Linked DNA regions of Mus musculus: region 2 is linked to region 1. The links are chromatin contacts, called in public promoter capture Hi-C maps. All regions are on one chromosome and are shown on one strand. Each heading gives the region's core, a stretch centred on a gene start, on an enhancer-like site or on the middle of the called end of the contact. The rest is flanking DNA. Distances are from core to core; before and after follow the strand shown.

The links. Promoter capture Hi-C pulls out the DNA fragments that hold promoters and counts their contacts.
Region 2: a promoter capture Hi-C map of trophoblast stem cells shows a contact between it and region 1, with 4 times the contacts expected there. The contact joins two enhancer-like sites. A contact is called at or near these places in 7 of 39 promoter capture datasets (3T3-L1-derived adipocytes, the C10 cell line, frontonasal cranial neural crest and 4 more), 1 of 115 datasets of contacts at active chromatin or transcription factors (effector CD8 T cells) and 4 of 9 other capture datasets (adipose tissue, embryonic stem cells, liver and 1 more).

What each region holds. Positions count from the first base shown.
Region 1 is chr2:127,843,988-127,847,964 of GRCm38.p6, reverse strand. It overlaps a transcript of Acoxl not described here. Among named protein-coding and RNA genes, the nearest start is that of Acoxl, 8.7 kb to the left of the region's middle. Within about 2 kb of position 2,159, at least 20 of the 459 cell types and tissues checked have an H3K27ac peak or open chromatin away from gene starts, as enhancers often do.
Region 2 is chr2:128,103,506-128,107,482 of GRCm38.p6, reverse strand. It overlaps Acoxl (acyl-Coenzyme A oxidase-like), which reads right to left. Exons shown (of 18, transcript NM_028765.3): 17 at 1,705-1,806. Among named protein-coding and RNA genes, the nearest start is that of Bcl2l11, 21 kb to the left of the region's middle. Within about 2 kb of position 2,257, at least 4 of the 459 cell types and tissues checked have an H3K27ac peak or open chromatin away from gene starts, as enhancers often do.

The DNA of each region.
Region 1 (3,977 bases), core at 910-3,409:
GGCTGGAACTCACAATTCAGTCTGCTTCTACTTCCAGTGCTGGGATTAAAGGTGTGAACCATCACCACCACCCTCTCCCTTTTCAGATGTTAACTCTGAGCCCCCAAAGTGAAGCATTTGGGGGTGGGAGCTTCGGGAGAGGAGTCTATCACTTCGACAGAACTTTCCCGAATGGACGGATATGTGTCACAATTAAGTTTCTAAAAACTAAAAGCAAAAGAATCTTGCAAACAACTTGAGAGAACCAATGCAAAGGGAAAGACCTACAGGGATGGTAACATCATCTGAAGCCATAGAGGTCTGAGGGAGGGGCTCGCGGTTTTCCCTCGCTCAGGAACCAAAGAACGATCAAAACGGGTCTTAAAGTCAGGGAAACCATCCCTAATGGATGGAGGGAAATAATTAAGACAGTCTCACAAGTCCATCCTTTAAATGACTACAGAAAGATTTGGCTTGGTGGCCCCCCTTTACTTTTTGAAGCCATACGATGTCTACATGTTGCCTTTTTGAAGAGTAGATGGTTTTGCTTTTTAACATTTTTGTGACTGGCTTATTTTCTTCCCACTTGGCATATTTGACAACCATGTCTCCCAGAGATTACTTGTGTGTGTGCCATTCTACTCAAAACTAAATGGTGGTCAGGTTCAAGTATGCATTGTATTTTTAAGAAAAATAAAACAAACTACATTTATAGAGTTGCTTGGAATTGAGAAAAACAATTATTTTAATGTGTATGTGTGCATTTGTGCCTTGTATATATGTGTGTGTGAGAGATCTTTGTGTAACATGTGTGTGAGGGTCCAGGGAGGTCAAAAGAGGGTGTGGGTCCCTTGGAGCTTGAGTTAATAGGTAATTGTGATCTGTGGGACATGGGTGCTGAGATCTGAACGTGGGTCTTCTTGAAGAGCAGCAAGTGCTCTTAACCACCAACTCCAGCTCCTAGATGTAGAGGGCTGCCCTGATGATGCTTGTATTCTAATGCTAATTTGGGCCCCCAAAACTGGTTCTCCCAGAGAATCTGCTAGCTAAGTGACCCTGCCCCCAGTTAATTGTGATTGGTAAATAAATAGCCAATAGTTGGGCAGAAGAGACATAGGTGGGGTTGAGGTTTTGTGGGCTTGGGTCAGAGAGGACCAGGAGGAGAAGGAAGAGGAAGAAGCCACCATAGGATAAAGGAAGAAGGTGCAGGAGAAGAGAAAGGAGAAGCCACTATGGGTTAGCTGAGTCATAAAAACGTGGCTCCAAGGGAGTTATGAGCAGCTCAAATAGAACATATTAAATAGTAAGTAACAACTGGGGTTATCAATAGGAAAGTAGATTGTAACAGCATGGAGGGTAGGCAGCTGCCCAGCTATTGTGCAGCTTAAGGCTTATTGGCTTATTGCAAATATAAAGTCTCTCTCTCTCTCTCTCTCTCTCTGTGTGTGTGTGTGTGTGTGTGTGTGTGTGTGTGTGTGTGTGTGTGTGTTTTATCTAGGAACTCAATAACCAAAGGCCAGGATACCAAATAATTTCTTACTACCTTGGGGTTTGTTTCTGATGGGTTATAGTCTATGAGTCTAGACAAATTTATAGTTGCATGCAGCCAATATCACATAAAGCATTCACCCTAAACATTCTCTGGCCCCTCCAATTTGGGCTTCTCTTGAGTGGTCTTCTCTCCCCTTATCTTGATCTTTATCCTTAGGAGGGTGGGCAGAGCTAGTAACATAAAGGTAACAACAGAAGCACTAGCTGAGTTGTGGTAGCAGCTGCAAAGGGAGTGGCCATCAGTAGCTGCAGTGACCAAGGGCAGCTACAGAGTTTCAAAGAACATCTAGAATACAAATGATGGGGATAGTGGAAGCAGGAAGCAAGATAGGGCAAAGAGCCTAAAATGAACATTAACAGAAGTTTGTGAAAGCTAGAGAAGAAAAACTGTGGATCCTGGTTGCTGGAAAGGTCCTGGGGAACTTCCAATCTTTGAGGACCAAGGTCTCAGAGATCCTAGGCTGAGAGCCCTAATACCAGCTGCCTGGGAGCTCTGGTAAATTGTGTAAACAATTTACACTTGTTTCTGTAAAGCTGAGGGTGCCAGAACCCAAAGCCTCTGCTCTTATCTACTATTGCCACTCACAGGGGCTGGAGGACAAGTTACAACAGCTGCAGAAACCCCGTGGGATTAAGTAGTGGATTTCATCCCTCTGGGGATTAAAGCAGCACACCATGTAACTCAACTTGAATGCCTCCGGCAATGAACGTCTGACTTTGAAAGCCTTACGGCTTGCATGTAGAGATGAGAAGACAACTTACAAGAACTGATGCTCTCCTTGCACAGCATGGGTTCTGTGGATCATGGTCATCGGGTTTGGCAGTAAAAGTGAGCCCTCTTCATAGCTCATAAAATGCATGTCAGAATATATACTTAAAATTGCCACTAGGTGGAACTTGTTCTTCATGCGAACTGTCATTGTGACTGACCAAGTTGAGAAATCTAAGCTGGATGAATAAGCATTTTGGGAACCTGGAAACATGAATATTTGTTAATCACAGTAGTACACCTAAATTTCTAACAGTCTCTAAAGCAGCGGAATGAGACTGTGCATCAGAGAAACAAGAGTTGCAGAAACAGTCACAAGCACTCTAAGCAAAATGAAGGGTTGATATTATATTCTCCTTATTTAAAACACTTCTTTGGTTACTTCAAATATTGTTTGTATAACAGTGGCATATAAGTCATACCTAATTATTTAGTATTTTCACAGCTATAATTCCTATTTTCGGTTTTCCTGAGTCTGTAAGATATGAAGATGTGACAGATACTGCTCCCCTGTCTCATTCTACAGACAGTGCAGAATATTTGATCACACTGTGACCTCTGAGATTGTCTTATTTATTTTAAAACAAACAAACAAACTATTTCTAGTTGTGGGGTGGCTCAGCCCTTAGCACACACCTTTAATCCCTCTGGCTGGAATGCATGTGAGACAACATGCCTGCTACACTTTGGAGTAACTACCTACTTATCAAAAGATAATAAGCATATGCATTGTCTCACACACACATACAAAATTGGAGGGTAGGGACTTGAATCTTACCTTTTTCCTTTCTAGTATCTTAATTCTAAAAAAAAAAATACTCTAAGAAAATACAATGTGTCAAGAACAAAGGTGTGGATTATAATTTAAGTCTCAGGAAATTAGTGCAAAGTAGATTTGCCTGTGTAACCCCCACCCAGGGCAAGGGGGAAAAGGTGTTCTCAGTTTCCCTGTCAACCTCTATTTCCTCTCTCCTGACCAATGCTGGCTGCTTAACAACTCTATAAATGACTGTCTACTTCTTTCGAATATTAAAGAAATTGGATTATACACTATGTGTTCTTTTGTGTCTGGCTTCTGGCACTCAGAATGACTAAGTTGTCTTCAGTGACTGTTGTGTCCATAGCTCACTCATTTTCACTCTAGGATTGAATCATTAAACTAGAATATGCCATAAAAATAAGCTGAGGGAACAAATTGCATGAGTCTAGTTATATTAAATTCTAAAAACAGACAAAACAAACCTATAACAGGAAGGAGGGCTAACAAAGCAGCGGATACCTCCTAAAGGGTAGGGCAGAGGTTGCCAGGCAAGGGGTGAAGAAGTATCCTCAATCACTATGGTCCTCTGCTCTACTTACAAAGACTCCTTGATGAAAAGAAGGCTCTTATAGGCCCGCTGTGGGTGGTACCACCCTAGGCATTCAACTCTGGATTGTATAAGAAAGCAGACTGAGCAAGCCATGTTGAGCAAGCCAGTAGGCAGCACTTCTCCGTGGCCTCTGAGTCACTTCTTTCCTCCAGGTTCCTGCCTTCAGTTACTACCCTTCCTTTACTTCATGACAAACCACGATATAGTCTCTTCATTAGAACATATAAAGCAAATAAACTCTTCCCCCACCAAGTTGCTTTTGACCAAGGTTTATCACAAGAATATAAACCTGACTAATACAAAGTCTG
Region 2 (3,977 bases), core at 1,008-3,507, 260 kb before region 1:
CTTCTAACCTCTTTTCTGTGTGTACTATTTTTTTTTAAATTAAGTTCCAAGCGAGTACTCTCTTTGAGAAATGTCCCCATCAAAGGCAGCTGCCACCTATCCATTGCTTCTCTTATAGCCATTTGTGCCCTCAAAGTTTATGTGTCAGAGGGGCTGGTTTGACTGTTCTACCCTACTGGCTTTTCTTCCAGAGGATGTGTGTTCAATTCCCAGCACTCACAAAGGTGGTTCAGAACTGTCTGAAACTCCAGTCCCAAGTTATACAATGGCATTTTCTTTCCACTGAGGGCAACTGCATTACATGTGTAAGACACGTCTTTAGGCAACCACTTATACACTTAAGATAAAAATGAATGACGTGTTGTTGTCTTCAGCAATAGGGCCCTACCATCAAGTTGTGAAGCACAGTCTATAGCCTTGGCAATGGCCTGTGTTGTTTAGGGGTTCCATGGGACCCCTTTGGTCAACAACTCAACAAGATACAGCCCATTCCTGGCACAAGGTTTTACTTTGTGCCATTAGAAGTCTAGCCTGGGCATTGTCCTCCTCAACATATAGCGACTCCATTTGCATTCTTTTCCTATATGTATATATTTTAGGAAACCTCTATAGCAGTAGGTTTCCATATGGTTTTTCAAATGGCACATAGTATTACTTGTCCCTTCCAAAATTCCTGAATAATCCTTCTATTCTAGTTTTCCATATATACTATACTCTCTCCTTCCTTAGGAGATTCATCATAGAAGCTTCTTCTCACAGTAGATGGGAATTAACACAGAGACCCAGAACCAGACAATGCATAGCAAAGGAGAGACTTTGGAGCCTTCAGTCCTGTATGGTATATCTTTATCAAATTCCCCTTGTGGCTCAGGGATCTATGTGGAAGAAGAGGTAGAGAGATTATAAGAGTCAGAGGGGCTTGGATGACTAAGGAACATCCTCTTCCAGACACAAGAGGACTGATGCACATACGGACTCACAGAGACTGTGGTATCAGGCACAAGACCACGTAGATTCAAGCCAGTGGGATCCCAGCACTGAGAAGGGGAAGCAGCCCCACCCTAAGAAAGATGCTACTTATAATTGATAACTGCTGGCAAAGGAGTGTCTCTTATTGAGTGTCATTGGGCATATTAACTACAGTTTGTGTTTTTACAAATCTGTATTGGGACTCTCGATATAATGAGCCCCTCTGAAGACTACTGAGTCCTCAGTTTCTTTGTGCCTCTGCAGAGGAGGTGTACCAGGGATAGGCTTCGCTGCTGCCGCTGCTGCCACCGCTGTCTGTGGTCTCTATCCCTACAGCAGCAATCTGGGATGGGTTAGTGGCCCCGCCTTACTTACAGGTGCTAAGTAGCTTTCACTTTCATTGTCACTGCTGACGTAAAATTACCGCAGGATTTTTCTCCTGAATATGAAGGACGAATTAATATGCTTTGGAGGGGTTAGGAAAAATATTAATACCGATCCCCATCAAGACAAGGAAAACACACGGTCCTGTCTCTGCTCTCGACGTCAGGAAGCTCATATACAGTGAGTTAGTCTTTGTCACTTAATAGAATCATCACGGCCTGAAGCTATGCACACAAAGTCCTAAAGGCCTAAAGTCAACACTCAGAAACTGGCGACAGAGTGGCAGGGACATTTTCTGAGAAAGCCAAGAGCCGAAGGCTGCTGCTGCGCATGCGCAGTGTCTCCTCTTACCTGAGCCCTGATCAGCATGCTGGCCTTGGGGGTCAGGTATTTATGTTCTAAGTACCAGCCTCGCTCCTGGAACACCAGCTTCGTTCCATACAGCAGACAAAACTGAAGAGTGGGAGACAGGAAACAAGCAAACGTTAGAAAAACGAAGCCTGTAAGGATGTGGGACAACACATCCCGTTTCCAAAAACCAGAAAGTCCTTAATTTGAATGGCCATGGTTTGGATAAAAAGTACGTTTTAAAAGTAGGACAGACAGTAAAAGGGGGTCCCTGGTATCAGTTCCACTCGAGAAATCTTAACACCAGTCAACCTTGGTTCACGTGTAGCTTCCCCCACGTCCTCCCCACCCGGGTGACTTAGAATAGACTTTGAAAGACACATGTAGTTCTCTTTGCCTCCCTTCCATTCATGAACGATTCCCTGCAATGCCATCTTGATATTTTTCCATTGAGCAGCACTTGATTAAACTTTCACAGAAATATCACTCCTCAGTTACAGGATGTTTTCCCGGTTACATTTCTGAAAGCAAGCACACTGGGTGACATCACAGGCAGCCACCAAGCAGAAATAAACTCATTTTCCAGAGGCAGAGTGGCTTTTCATTTAACTACTCACTTCTTCACCATTTACTATCCCATCATTTCAAATTGTGGGAGCGTGCTGTGCAGGAGCCTTCTCAGCTCCACCCAAGCTTCAGCAATCAGACCTCTGACCTTCTCATTTCATCTCCCCGCCCACTCAAGTCCCCTCTGTAGTACTGTGGCACAAAGCCCAGGCCTACCGCTCCATCCACAAACACTCCTCACCTTCGTATCTCTAAGATAACGGCTTTTGTGAAGATGGCCTTAGGTGGGAAGACAGCTCAGTGACAGGGTGCTGGCCTCATGTGTAAGAGCTCAGTTTGGATTCCCATCATCCCCTTAAAAAAGTAAAAGCTGGGTTTGGTAGATAATGTTTGAAATCCCAGAACTGGGAAGTAGAGACAGGGGGTTCATTGGCCAGCCAATCTAGCCAACCACCAAACTCCAGGTTCAGTGAAAAGTTCTCCAAAAGTAAGGGGAACAATTAAAGATGCCCATTGTCAACCTCTGCCCTCCCACAGGCACATGTATCTTCATACATGGGTATACAAACATGTGCATATATGTAATATATGTGTAGGCAAGATGTAGGAAAATCATGAGGGATAATAGAGTTTCTTACAGCTGGAAACTCTGGCTGGGAGAGTCCGATGGGAAGATGAATACAAAGGGTAGCTGTTGTAGTCTGAAAGAACGGTGCACACATGTGCTCTAAGGAGAGTCGTGGACCATTAGCCAAGGTGGCTCCCCTCAGGGAGGTAAGAAGGAGACAGAGAAATTCCAACATTGTACTATTCCCCTGGAGTCTGAATCCAACAGAGTTGAGAGGGCAAGGATCTGCCATGATTTGAACATGTTTCCTTCAAGTCCCCCAGCTGGAGATATAATCTTCAAGTTAATGGTACTTGGAGGTGGAGCTTTTGAAAGGATGAGACCAGCATGTCACCTTTTATAGGGAGAAAGAACAGAACTAGAATCCTTGTCCTGTGATGTTCTCTGCCATGCTAAGATGCAGCAAGAAGCCAGCCCCTCACCGGATGAGATGGGGACACCATGCTCTTGGAACTTTCCAGCCTCCCGCACAGCTGTGAGCCAAATATATTTCTATTCTTCATAAAGTATCCATTTGGCGTCTTTTGTCACAGCAACAGGAAAGAAACTAAGATAGATCGCATCCGTGCATGCTAAGTGGGTCAGCTTCCCAAGGATATCCAGGGTAGAGAAGAGAGTAGAACTGGAGAGAAAAAGATACCCATCACAAGTCCTGGTGTTAACATCAGCCTCTCACCCAGTCTTACCAAATTCAAGTCAAAGTCCACTGAATTGAAGAAAGCTGCTGGCAAGCCAGCCTCTGCCTACACAATGCAGGCTTAGTTCCATACTGTCACCTACACCAGACTCTCAGGGCATTTACTGGCTGGCTGCTCTTTTCTTTAGGTTCTGGGTTACCTTCCTGCTGACACTGTAAATTGGCTTTTAAAGTCTGCTTGTTTCAGTAATGCAGCTTAGGCTCTGCAGAGGCTGCCCTCTTGGCTTGTCTGTGTAAACAGGATGGGTGCTGGCTCTTTGAGGTTACCAGAATCACATCTAGGTAGAGGTACCAAGGGCCCAGGCTTCTGCATCCAGCTCTTCAGGGCTCTCAGTGCCAGGAAAGTCATTTATATTAAACTCTTCTTCACTGGGGATTACGGCT